Linked DNA regions of Capsicum annuum: region 2 is linked to region 1. A link is a contact called in public Hi-C data. All regions are on one chromosome and are shown on one strand. The core of a region is the stretch at or near the end of the contact, and the rest is flanking DNA. Distances in the headings are between cores, read along the strand shown. Region 1 overlaps LOC107867898. Region 2 overlaps LOC107867897 (transmembrane protein 50 homolog).

Evidence for each region. Hi-C and Micro-C count contacts between places; a contact is called where the count stands out from the background.
Region 2: a contact with region 1 is called in a Hi-C map of leaf, with 2.3 times the contacts expected there. The contact joins two enhancer-like sites. A contact is called at or near these places in 2 of 5 Hi-C or Micro-C datasets (leaf and placenta).

The regions. Positions count from the first base shown.
Region 1 is chr4:74,577,783-74,584,344 of UCD10Xv1.1, forward strand. LOC107867898 reads left to right here. Exons shown (of 19, transcript XM_016714373.2): 17 at 513-572; 18 at 2,430-2,822; 19 at 2,968-3,498. The coding sequence ends at 3,135. Among protein-coding and RNA genes, the nearest start is that of LOC107869680, 5.7 kb to the right of the region's middle. Within about 2 kb of position 4,064, at least 4 of the 5 cell types and tissues checked have an H3K27ac peak or open chromatin away from gene starts, as enhancers often do. A contact at or near this core is called in leaf, where this site is marked.
Region 2 is chr4:74,741,818-74,748,317 of UCD10Xv1.1, forward strand. It overlaps LOC107867897 (transmembrane protein 50 homolog), which reads left to right. Exons shown (of 4, transcript XM_016714369.2): 3 at 1,954-2,106; 4 at 2,635-2,903. The coding sequence ends at 2,671. Among protein-coding and RNA genes, the nearest start is that of LOC107867897, 20 kb to the left of the region's middle. Within about 2 kb of position 3,809, at least 4 of the 5 cell types and tissues checked have an H3K27ac peak or open chromatin away from gene starts, as enhancers often do. A contact at or near this core is called in leaf, where this site is marked.

The DNA of each region.
Region 1 (6,562 bases), core at 2,814-5,313:
CAGTATGATTTACTGAAAAACTATTTGAACCTGAATCAGGTTGCAATTTTCCAATTGGTATATAAGTTATTGAATTGGGTCCTTGAAATTTTGACCATAGTCTCTTTTGTGCTTTTGCTGAAACTGGGTGGTTCAACTAAAATCCTCTTCGAGACCTGGAAGTTGAATCACCTCTTCATCTACTTCCTGCTCTTGGGCTTCTTTCAGAAAGATGGTAGAAGTCAAAGGAACATGAGTACTTAGAGCTTTCCTGTCCCCCACCCCCCAGGACTTCTTTTAATAAGATTATATTCAGGGTTGGACGATGCTGTGGGGATTTTATGCCTTTGCTTTGTAATTTCTTTGTGGCTTTTCCCAGTCAGGGAAGCTCCTTTTCATTATATGCTGCAGTTATGAGCTACTGTTTGCAATATGAAATTGAAGCTTTCTGTTTATGTCTAATTGCCAGCATGAGCATACGTGCTCATTCTAGAATTGCGAAGATCCTAATCCTGTCAAATCCTCTTGTGCAGGTTGAATTGGAGCGATTACGGCTATTATGTGAAAGAATTGTCAAGCGAGAGAAGCTGAAGGTAGCCGTTGTTTTCTTTTCCATGTTTGTTGCAAATTATATGGCATTATAGCCGTGGAAACTATTCCTTCATTCTTTTCTGTTCAATATCACTGTTAGCTGTTGCATTGTCAACCTCATCAACTTTGTTACATTGCTGGTACAAGTTATTTACTTGTTCCGTTTATTGGATATATTTAGTTGTTTCCATGCTAAGGAAAAAGATTCTATTTCAGAAAAGATAAGTATTATAGATATTGCACTAAGTGTGCATAAGTATATACAAAAGGTAATCCAGCCCTTATATATCACCGTGTGGATTCTGACATTAAGACGGTAGTAAGAAGCAGCAATAAATCTGATTCTCAAATTCAAATAGACGGTATAACTGTCTCAACATACCCATTGTAATCCCATCATGTGGGATATGGGGATGGCAGAGTGTACACAAACCTTACGACTACCTTCCGAGTTAGCGAGGGTGTTTTTGGTAGACCCTCGCTTCAAGGAAACAGTCCAAAGCAGTACATAAATTACGGAAATGATGTAGCCATGACAAAATACTATAGACAACCTGAAAAATCATCCTAAACAATAATCACTACAAGATAATATGATAATTGAAGTACAAAACAGAACTGGTAGTCTGCGTCCTCCTCAACCTCCTATTTAAGGTTATGTCCTCGGTAAAACTGGGGTTGCGTCATGTCCTGTCGTGTCACCTCTTCCCAATACTCTTCAGCCTCACATCTCCATACTGGGGCATATGTACATCTCCTCTGCACATGCCCGAACCATCTCAGCCTCATTTCCCACATCTTCTCCTCTATTGAGACCAATCCTATCTTGTCCCGAATATCTTTATCCCTAGTCCTATCTCTCCTGGTATGCCTACTCTCCTTATATGCCCATACATCCATCTCAACATCTTCATGTCCACAACTTTCATCTTCTGAACGTGGGAGTTCTTGACTAGCCTACACTACGCTTTGTACGTCATAGCCTGTCTGACCACCATTCTGAAAACTTGCCTTTAAGTTTTGGTGGCATCTTCTTATCTTATAGGACTCCGGATGCAAGCCTCCATTTCATCCACCCTGTACCAATACAATGTGCAACATCATCGCCAATCTCCCCATTTCCTTGAAAAATAGACCTGAAATACTTGAAACTTCCCCTCTTTTGAATGACCAGTGTACCAAGTCTCACTTTCACGCCAGCCTCAGACGTAATGTCATTTTTTTTGACAAAGGTAACAACCTCAGACATAATGTCATAACGTCACTGAACTTGCATTCCAAGCATAACTTATAGTCATTGACTATAAATTCATTTATTTGATTATCTTATTTACTATATGAATAAGCATAGAATCCAGTCACTAGGGTGAAGACTGGCGCTTTTTAAAATGAAGGGGAGTAAATTATGAAGACTGAAAATGATTTAAGGTGGATAATACATTATCATTATACTTTGTTATAAAGTTGAACATTTGTTTAGTCAACTTTAACAGCCGCCAGGCGCGCTACATCATAGGCACATTGAGAGCGGAGATAATTATACCCATGGATTCTGAATCACTAGCTAATTCCTCTTTATACAGAGGAGATTCATGGTAAGAAGAAACGTAGTAAGAAATGTCCATGGGTAATAGCTTCAAAGTGGATTTGCATCGTCTATTACAGGATCCATGTTTTTCCTTCCTTAAATCGTATTGGGACATTAGCAGATTAACGACTATCTGCTATTCGGTGTATGTGTTGCCTGGTAGGTAAATGGTGGTACGTATTCAATGATTGAGAAGGGGGAGGGGTCAGCTTCTTCTTTTATGCTCATAGGTTCTGGTGTTATGGCTGATGGATTGTTTTTTGATTTGCAGCGTGAAGTGATCCTTTGCTCACATGATATTCTGGCTTCAAGTAGAGACAATGCTGTTTTATCTGCACTGACTCGACACCCATACTTTCAGACTGATGTTAGTTCAGATTCAGCTACTACGACATCCATTAAAGGCTACACTGATGGCTGTAAATCTGGCAGTGAAATAATGCAAAGATCAGATGACATATCGGTAGACAGTTCTGTAGCAGGAAAACGGCTCATTAAGTTTCCTGTGTCTATGGACAATGATCAGAAGACTGATGGTAGTTCTACATCATCCAACCCTGTCACACAAAAAACTGCACGAGTGTCATTTTCTGGCAAGCAAATTCCATATAGAGCTTCTTCCTATTCTACAGATCACGGGGACAAGCAATTGATATACAGAAAGGTAGAGTTATGTTCAATCTGATTTATTAGGATGAAATACTTCACAATGGGAAATATCCATGCTTTAGTTGGATGTATTGGTTATATAATTGATATGCATATTTTTAGCTGGAATTTCAATCCTAACAAGTTTGTTGCATAAACAGCATATGGAAACTTTTGAGAAAGAGCTGGTAATGACTTCAGATCAAGCCTCAATGAAGAACCAGCGATTACCTAAAGGGTATGTGTATGTCCCAATCCGGTGCCTTCCCAAGGAGGAGGAAGCTGCTCCAGACGATTGTTCTGGAGAACCGCTGGATCCTGATGGATAGGTTAGCTCAGTAATTGTAGGATTTTGGTACCTGTATCTGGCATTTTGTTGCTGGTACACCATTTTTATCTGAACCATCGGGAAGGATGGCTTATTTAAAGACAAGTTGATGACAACAAGCGTCTTTCCAGGAGCCATCGAGATTAGGTCGAGGATGGTAGTATTGTATATTCAGAGCTTACTGTACAGTTGATCTTGGAGTGGTTTGAATGGCTCTGCCATGATTGGTGTTTATTGTGAGCTGGTTGGTGACGATAGCTCTGCTTCTTGTAATTGTATACAGTAGTTAGAAGGTATTCCCTACTAAAGCCTTGTAAAGTTATTGTAAATATTCTTACTATATTAATTGAAAGCAATTAGAGCAGAGCAATGAGTTTAATTTATCATGCCCAGATCCTGCGTTTTCTTGTAGTGGTTTCAGGTGGCAGTTTCAGCTGCAGTCGTGTAAATCTAGCACTTTTTCTTTGTTCTCATTTGGTAGATCTTGGCATTGCCACACCTTTCTGCGCAGTCTGAGCGCATAGTTGTTTGCTTGAGTTGTTGCATTGCATTCTTGGATCCTTCGTTTCGTATCCTTTTTATCCCAACAGCTATTATGAAACTACACTCTAATGTTCTTTTTTCAACAGTAATATACCTGTGTTTCATTTTCAGTTTCTCGTCAGTTGTGTCTATTAAAAGAAAGTGCGTCTCTGTTGGAGTGAATTCTATTGATTGTTTCATTGGTTACCGAGAATTTGCCGGTGAGATGTTCTGTCAACTACCGTCGTTAAATGTGGATGATGGTTGTTAAAACACTTTCGACAAGTTTGTGCTTAGCTATATTCTGCTATTGTAATATTTTGTTCTGTTTATTAATGCTACTACTAACCTTTCCATTCTTTGGGTCCTGTTTCTTTCTTCTTGGTCTAGTGGTCTGAAACAATGATTGGTACGGGTTCACAGGTAAAGATCAGTTTTACAACAGATTATCTTGTCTTCGATGGGGCTTATTACTTATTTAATGATGGTTATGCGTCTTTTGGTGCTCTTGTTTGAGTAGGAGCAGAAATTTGATCCTTACCTATTGTGAATTTTCTGAAGCAGTATTCGTGTTTCACAATTATAAGACAAGCGTGACTTTCTATGTAACAAGCGCTTGTGAAGCAATTTTTTCTTGTTGAGCCTGTTGAATTATCTTCTTGAGTAATTGTCTCATTCTATTGATTAGTCAAAAGAATGAGAGTTGTAACGTCTTATTGAGTACGGGAGGAAGGAAAGGATTGGAACCGCCAAGGAAAGGGGCTGGTTAAGCAGCAAGTCTTTGGCGGGGATAGACGGTGTTTGAGGTCCATAGGTTCTTTGGCCAAATGTTATTACGTAGAATGCAATCCTATCTTTATTCTCATTGGACGAACATTTATTTAAGCGATACGTCTCAAAAAAGTATATACTGTATAAATAGTAGGTTGGTATACCCAGCTATGTAATTATTTCTTCACCTTTTTCATTATTCATTTATCTTCTTCTTTTCGTACAAGTCAAAGGGGCATATATATAAGCTATCAAATTTTTTGCGGGAAGTTTGGCAATAAGCTTCCTTAATATGCCTACCGGCTTATGCAAGAAGCTTGGCAAGAAGCTTTCTTAACAAGCTTGCTATATAACAGGCCACATGGCCTCTGTCCATTTTGCTACACTCCTCCTTGGATGCTCATATAAAGATGTCAAATTTTTTCCAATTTTGCTTTCTATCACTCCATGGAAGTAAGACTGTCTTGTATCAGGTGAATTGTATCAGGTGAAGAGAAGGGGTGGTAGGCTTAGTAGGCTCGAACCTACAATATCACTGTTATAAGTGGTATATTTCAATCAATTAAACTATAAGTCTCTACGGATCTCTACATACAATTCACTCACTTCGTGAAGAGCTGATGGAAAGAGAAGGCCTTTGTCTTATCTGCTTTTTCCTCTTCCCAGGAATGAAGAATTTTTGGAAAAAAAAAAAGATTTTCGTTTTTCCTTTTTGTTTATAGACGTGCGGGTCGGAACTTACCCGACAAGGAATTTCTCTATCTTAGGACCGTTATAGTTACGGCCTTCTTGAGTACCAAACTAAGGATATTGATATATTGACAACATTTCGAATAACTCCTCAACCTGGAGTTCCACCTGAAGGATGAACCGGATATGGACCATTCCAATAAGATTTCATTCTTGAACAAAAATTCATTTTTTGATTTATTTCATCTATTCCATGACCGGAACAGGGGAGGATACACGTTACACTACGATTTTGTATGACTTGGATGTCTTGTATTTTCTCGAACAAAATCCAACCACACCGGAATGGATGGTACAAAGTCCTCCAGCCTTTCATACTTTTGGAGAACTTTCAGCTATCAAGGAGACGAAAAGCTATGTGAAGTAAAAGAAGAAAGGGTCGCCGATTGCTACTAAGAACCTAACAAAACTTTTTCAAATGTGGGAAACCATTTGTGTAGGTCGGGGGGCAAGAAAGATAACTTTTCATTTTTGAAATAGCTACGGAATCTCCATGAATAGGATCAAACCCTATTTCATGGTATTTACACGAGGTTCCTCTTTAAGAAAGTCCCCGAGAGGGCTTAGTTGATCCATGATTTATGTTTCATCTTTCGTTTTCTTTTCGTTTGTTTCAAAAAATCTATCGATCAATTTCAATTCTTTTTTTTTCTCTTGATTCTTTTTCGATCGAGATGTATAGATCTTGTTCATGGATTAACGAAAATGTGCAAAAGCTTTGTTTGCCTCTGCCATTTTATGAGTCTCTTCCTTTTTGCGTATGGTATCGCCACTCCCTTTGGCAGCATCCACTAATTCAGAACTTAATTTGAAAGCCATACTTAGACCCAGACATTTTCGGGATGCCACTAATAACCAACGGATGACAAGTGCTTTTCCTTGTGTGGATCCTATTTCAATGGGAACTTGATGAGTCGATCCACCTACACATCTTGCTTTTACTGTTATATCGAGAGTTACTCCACGTATTGCTTGACGTAAAAAGGATAGTAAATTTGTTTCTATCTTTTGTTGAATCTTTTTCACGGCCCGATAGATAATTTGATAAGTCAATGATTTTTTTTCATGTTTCAGAATACGGTTAACCAACATGTTAACTAATCGATTATGATAAATTGGATTGAATTTTGCTGTTTTTTCTGCAATACCTCGACGTAACATGAGCGTGAAAGGGGTTCAAGAATTAATTTTTTATAAGGGCTAAAATCACTTATTGTGGCTTTTTTTACCCTATATTGTAGGGTGGATCTCGAAAGATATGAAAGATCTTCCTCTAAGCTGTACATACGACTTTCATCGAATACGACTTTCTGCAAAATTCTATATGTATTTATGAGATCGAGTATGGAATTCTGTTTACTCACTTTAAATTGAGTATCCATTTC
Region 2 (6,500 bases), core at 2,559-5,058, 160 kb after region 1:
GGCCTTTTGAGTAAATATTCCATTTTATTGTATGCAGTGAATAAGTTTGTCGACAAATTTCTAATCTTAAAGCAGACTTGGAGACAGAGGGCTTCTAAAGTTTTATCCTTTGATAAACCTTCTCTTCTTGTTCTTGCAATGCATGTGATGCATTTTCTGAATGTGTTGCTTCAGGTTGAGGAGACAGTGGATCAACCAGAGCCTTCTTTATTGCAGCTATAGAGGGGAACTTTTATGTGTTTTTCTTTTGTCTAGCCATATGAACCTTGCTACCCCTTGAGATGATCGACCCCTGTAGTGAAATGCTGAAGAAGAGTTTGGGGGTTGGGGGTAGGGGATGAACTCATTATGGTCTTGACATTTAACTGGATTAAGTTGCAGCTCCACTCGATACCCGTTGAAGCTCAGTGAGCTACACTTACGTGGGCAGGAATCAGTTGCCACATTATTGGCAGAGTTATTATAAGCAAAACTTGAAAAATATTTGTCTGGGCACTTTTTTAGCTAGAAGATCAACTTGAAAAGGACGAGCCTTGAACTGATTTGGCTGAACTGAATTTAATTCTGTTCGGTGTTGGTTAACATTTCCAAACATACAAAAACTGAAGCTTTAGTGTTATATGATTTAAGTACTTGATTTTTTTTTAATTTTTTTTTGCAACTATGAAGGTAACAGGACAAATAAATATGCCCTTGTGAAAAAGTCAGTTTTATGTCTCTATTACCTAGTTGGACTTTTTGATGGTGGGCATTACGATTCCATTGCCTGCTAATATGTGTGAATGTCAAATTTCAAAGGAAGTGATGTTCACCTGGAATTGCTTTTATGCTTCGTTTATGAGAAAGAATAACCTTGTGCTGCGGTTCTGAGTGCATCTGAGTTGCCAGACTCTTCACTTTTAGCGCCACACCCGTGTCAACATGACATAGGTGTCAGTGTGGGATCCGTTTTGGATATGATCAATCGATTTGGGTACTTTGACCAAAATTGATGGAAAAATATGAGATACATACAATGATTTTTTAAATCAAAATATAAGCTAGGGTGGAATCATAATTTGGGCATATGCTTTTCAATCGATAAAAGATATTTGTATTAAAAAGTCCACAAGCAGGAAGTGCTTTAAAGATATTTAAAGTCAACATCGCTGTTGAAAGTGCAATGAACTCAAGAAGTCTATATGGCCTCTATATTATCTACAATAGCCAAACAGCACTGAAAAAACAGTAAAGAGATCGGGTTGTACTTTATTACAAGATTCAAACCTGCTCTCAAAAATTTATGCATCCCGTATTTCCTTTCCTTCCAAATAGTCCACCATAATTTAGGCATATTTTATAACTCTAATTTTAGATATTTGAATTATTTTAAGTCGAATCCCTAGCTCCCGCAGTCATTCTTGGATCCATATCCCCGGATCTTAAAATTTAGATGATGAAGGATCCGACCTATAGATCCGCACCTGTATTGGACACGTGCCCCTAGTTTGAGCCTTAGGACTGCATGTGTCATTTGTTTACTTCCTTTTTTTCATGGAGTAGATGAACTTGGACTTAGCATGTATAACCCAAAGTTACCCCTATAATTTCATGGACATGAGTCATGGTTTTGGATAGAGGCGGTTTTTATGAGGTTTTGTTGCTTCTTTTGAGCAATATGATTTTGGTCACCTGGGCTTATCATCTGAAGGGGTTTTCATCAAGCTCTTAAGTAGTAATTCATTCTTTAGGAATGAGCAGAATGATGCTTGATCACCATAATTTGCATTTGTTATCACTTGTGAAAGAGCTCCGAAATCCTTTCATATTTTTTCTTCCGTCTGAGGCATAATGATTATTAATACTGGATAGGTATTGTCGTCCCTGTGCATATTATTTCTTTTGATAGATTTGTGATTCTATTTGCTTCCCTCATCACATTGATTGCTCAACTGTTTCATGTTGACAATGCAGGTTGAAGCTGTGGCTATTTATTGCATATGTTGTATCCTTTGTGTCTTTGGCTGCATCAGTTGGCCTATTGATACAAGACACACTAGGAAAATCTGGTCCTTCAGCTTGGACAGGAGTTGCAGGTGTTCTGCAATGTGTGTTTGTCTTAATCAGGTAATTTGATTTATATTTTTTAGGCTTTGCTGCTTTTTAGTTGAGCTCTTTTGTTCATCCACCTGTCCCCTTTGTCTTCTCTCTTCCCGCTTCTTTATGACACTTATTTTTGGCCATAATGGTGCAGAAAATAGAAAGCGATGGTTTTGAACCTGTGTCTTACCAAGAATATCAAAGTAGGTTAGCTAGTCTCGTTCAATCTAGTACACCTCTCTTATCAAATGTTGCTAATTAGGGTTTAATGCTCGAATTAAAATTCTAAGTAGCTTTCTATGTCTTTTCTTGTCCCATTTAAGACTAACAAACGATAGTCACCCATTCTCTGCTTTGTACATGAAAAAGAATGCATCACATCTAAGTTATGCTCAGTTGTGTGATGTAGTTCTGCTTGCTAGCTTGTGGACTCGTGTCTGCAAGCACATGCACATCTTTCAGAGACCATCAGAAAAAAGAGATCATGCTTCTGTTCCTTCTAAAATAATTGTGGTTTGGATGTCAACTTAATGTTTACTTTTTCACATATTTCAGCGGGCTTGTCTATTGGACATCACATTCAGAATCTTGAAGAGGATACTTGGTGGGGTCTTACTCGATCCATTCTGTGAAAGAGTTACGGTTACAGTTGTATAAATGTGTGTTTGTTGTGCAGTGAGGCTAAGCACCAAATAGTGGACGCTCATCGTTTCTTCTACATATGATAATTACTAACTTGAAATTTCATTGGAATGCTCAAGGAAATGTCTTGAAGTGGTTTGTTTCAAAAGACTCATTATAAAGACTCATTATTATAGCTTTTACTTGATGCATGTCACGCACTGTTTCATTGCCAACACTTCAGGGGCTGCAACGAAAGGGCAGTTTCGTAATGTTTTATGACTTCAGACGGATCCTCCATTCATATTCAAACATTCTTTCGAAATATCGAAATGGTTCGTCATTTCCACAGGTTAAAGATTTAGCTTCACTGGAATTTCAATATTCAGTTGATGAGAAAGGTATAGAAATATGATACAAATAGTTCGAGACACACTGCAATATTCTTCATCATCCCATTTTCTAAAACAGAAGCTTTGTCACTAAACTTGATGGACGTTCTTTTAGTTATTGTTAATTTTTTTGTTAAAACAAATTGTTACCTTCTAAATTTAATTTACGCATTTGTAATTACCAAACAAGCATTAAGTAGTTACCTTTATGGTAGACTCAAATGCTTGTCAGTATTACTTCAAATAGGAACAATACATTATATCAGATATTGTTTCGATATCGATTCCTAGTGTCAATCTCGTGGCACCGACATAGTTATAAGTATCAGTTTCAGCATTTGAAATTTATGGATTTCGGTAGTGATCCGTAGTTAATATATTATATAATGACTAAATTCGCATTAAATATTTTTAGTTTAGTAGATTTTTTAATTATATATACTTGGTCAGGGCAAAAAAATATAAAGTTCTTGTATGGGGTAAAATCAGTACTAGCTCACGTGGCAGAATTTGGTTAAGTAACTTGGGTGTGTTACGCCACAACAGGCATTACGACTACAAAGGGCTCCCTCGAGGAGTTCACAATAAAGGCGTCCCCGTGTAAAGGATAAAGGCAACGATCACTCGTCACTATCAATGACATGGCATAAGAAGGCAAGAGAAGACAGAGGGGGCATGAGTATATGTAGTATATGTAGGGGAGCGTCACTATCAATGACATGGCATAAGAAGGCAAAAAGGCAAGAGAAGACAAATAGGGGGCATGAGTATATGTAGTATATGTAAGGGACAAGACGTAGGAACAAACATGCCAGGCTCTCTAGAAGTGCACATGAGTATATGTAGAGCAAAGCTCCATATGAGCAAACCCACTAATAAAGTGGACACTTTGAAAACCTACATTGGTCTTAGTTCTTTAGGGCGCTATTGGCGAATTGCGATTGCCCAGTGTCTAAGATTGCAAACTATAAATAGACGCCTTTACTCACTTGTAAGGGAAATTCCTCTCCCTCATACTCTGAATCAATACAACAATTTTATTTGGTATCCAAGCTTTTCTTTGTATTTTGCATATTTAGATATTTGTTGATAGTTCACCTTAACATCTCGGACAACTTGGTTTAGCTCTCGACTGTTCGCATGAACAACTTTGGCTCTCTCAAACTGGTTTTCTTATTTACTTATTTTGTTCTTTTCGTTATTAGTTGTTTCCTTTTATCATGTGTAACCTGATCATTGACAAATCGAATCTAAAATAAGGTTTAACTGTACCAAATCCATGGTAAATAATTTGGCACCCACCGTGGGGCCAGAGTAATTATGTGGCTTTAATCTAGTTTGGTCTTTGTTAGCTTGTTTGCTTTGTGTTTCGCAGATCAATGCTAAACTCATGCCAACAACGAAGAGCAGACTAAGGATAAGTTTGTGGCTCAGGAAGTAGCAAGGAATGAGGCTCTGGGCTTGACTAACTATGGTGACGACAATTCGCCCTTCAACATGGACTTGACAAATGGGTACACTCAAAAAAAGGACTATCTCGAAAATAAGGAAGAAACGAAAGGTAGGGCGTCTGATCTATAAAGCCTCCAAAAGGTCCTTAAAAGCTTTACTGAAGGCTAGAAGAAGCTGATGGAAAAGGGTGAAAGCTCAAGATAGGAGAATGATAAGCTTTAGTGTTGTCCAGTCCAAGGAACTCCAAACTCTTCTAAAGAAAATGAGGAGAATGATGATAAGGAGTTCGAAGACAGATCTAAAGAACGCAAAGCTAGGAAGTCAAGGGTGAACTTGAAATCTCATCCCTTTCACTATCGTTAGTGGTAGAGTTAAGGGAAAGTGAAGGCTCAGAACACAGAGCTCTACACTTGCATAAATCATATCGTAAAGTTCCTCTCGTAGAAAAGGGGCCGAAATCAAAGAGCTTTGCCAAGGTGCTTGTCGTACAAGGCTAGTGCGGTGACCATCTCCATCCCCAAAAGTTTTAAAATGCAGGATATCACTTAATACGATGGTACTACCGACCCTTAAGAACACCTGTTATTCTTCAAAACAACGGTAACTGAGATAATCCAATGATAGAGAAAGTTGAGTCAGTGATGGTCAAGAAGTTAGGTAAAACCCTATAGAGTAAAGCACTAGTCTTGTATTCTCGTTTACCTAAAATTCTATAAAATATTGTAACATGTTGGTAGATAGTTAGGGCTCAAGTTGGAGCTATGAAATAACTACTCTACACTGGGGACATCTTCAAGAAAAAGTAGGGAGACATAAACGTGAAGTTCTTGGCTTGGTGAAATAAACTTGACCTTTGAGACTTGAGAGAAGATCTTGAGAAGAAACCCTAATCTCGTTCTTGAGAGTCTACCATACGACTTATGCAATGGTACGACTAGCCTCCACGACTCATAAGCTTGGCAGTCTCTAGGATGGTACACACTGATCAACCTACGAGTTTAATATCTTGATCATACGACTCTTAACCCCCCACTCGTATCTTGGACAGATTCTCAAGGAGTTTTCATTGATGTTCTTACGACTTGGACTCATATGACTCGTACCCTTCTTGACAAGTCCTAGTGTCAAAGTCGTACCTTTAACAGATTGCCCACCATGCCATACTACTTTGGATACGATATCAATATACCACTCATATGTTGTGCATATGACTCAAATGATGATTCGTATGATAGACATAATACTTTTATAGACGGGGTGTTACAATATCCCCCTTTGGAAACATTCATCCTCGAATGTGGCATCACTTAGGACTAGAAAAAGGATCAATCATACTAACAACTAACTTTTAAACAATCTTACATCTATCATAAGGATCCAACCACATACCACATATGATATGACTCAAAAATACTTAAACAGACTTAAATAAAGAGAGTTTTGGCTGAAAATAACTATTACCTTCAGTAGAAGCTGAGTTGGAAGAAAAAAGATGAGGATACTTGGACGCCACGTCTAATTCAACTTCCCAAGTGGACCCTTCAACTGACTGGCTTCTAGAGAAATTTCACAGATGCTACCTCCTAATTTCTTAGCCTTTGGAACTGCCTATCAAGTATCTCAATCGGAATCTTCTCATATGACAGTTATCCTTGACCCCAATACTCCCTAGAAGAACTATTAAGAAAGGATTTCTAATGCACTTCTTGAGAATCAAAACATGAAACACGGGATGAACCATAACTAACTCAGATGGAAGATTCAATTCATAAGCCACCTCTCCAATACACTTCACTATCTCATATAAACTAATGAACTGCGGACTCAACTTCCCTTTCTTTCCAAATCTCATTATTCCTTTCATAGGTGACACTTTCAGGAATACCCAATCTCCTAATTCAAACTCGAGTTCTTTTCTTCTCACATTAGCATACAAATTCTGATGACCTTGAGAAG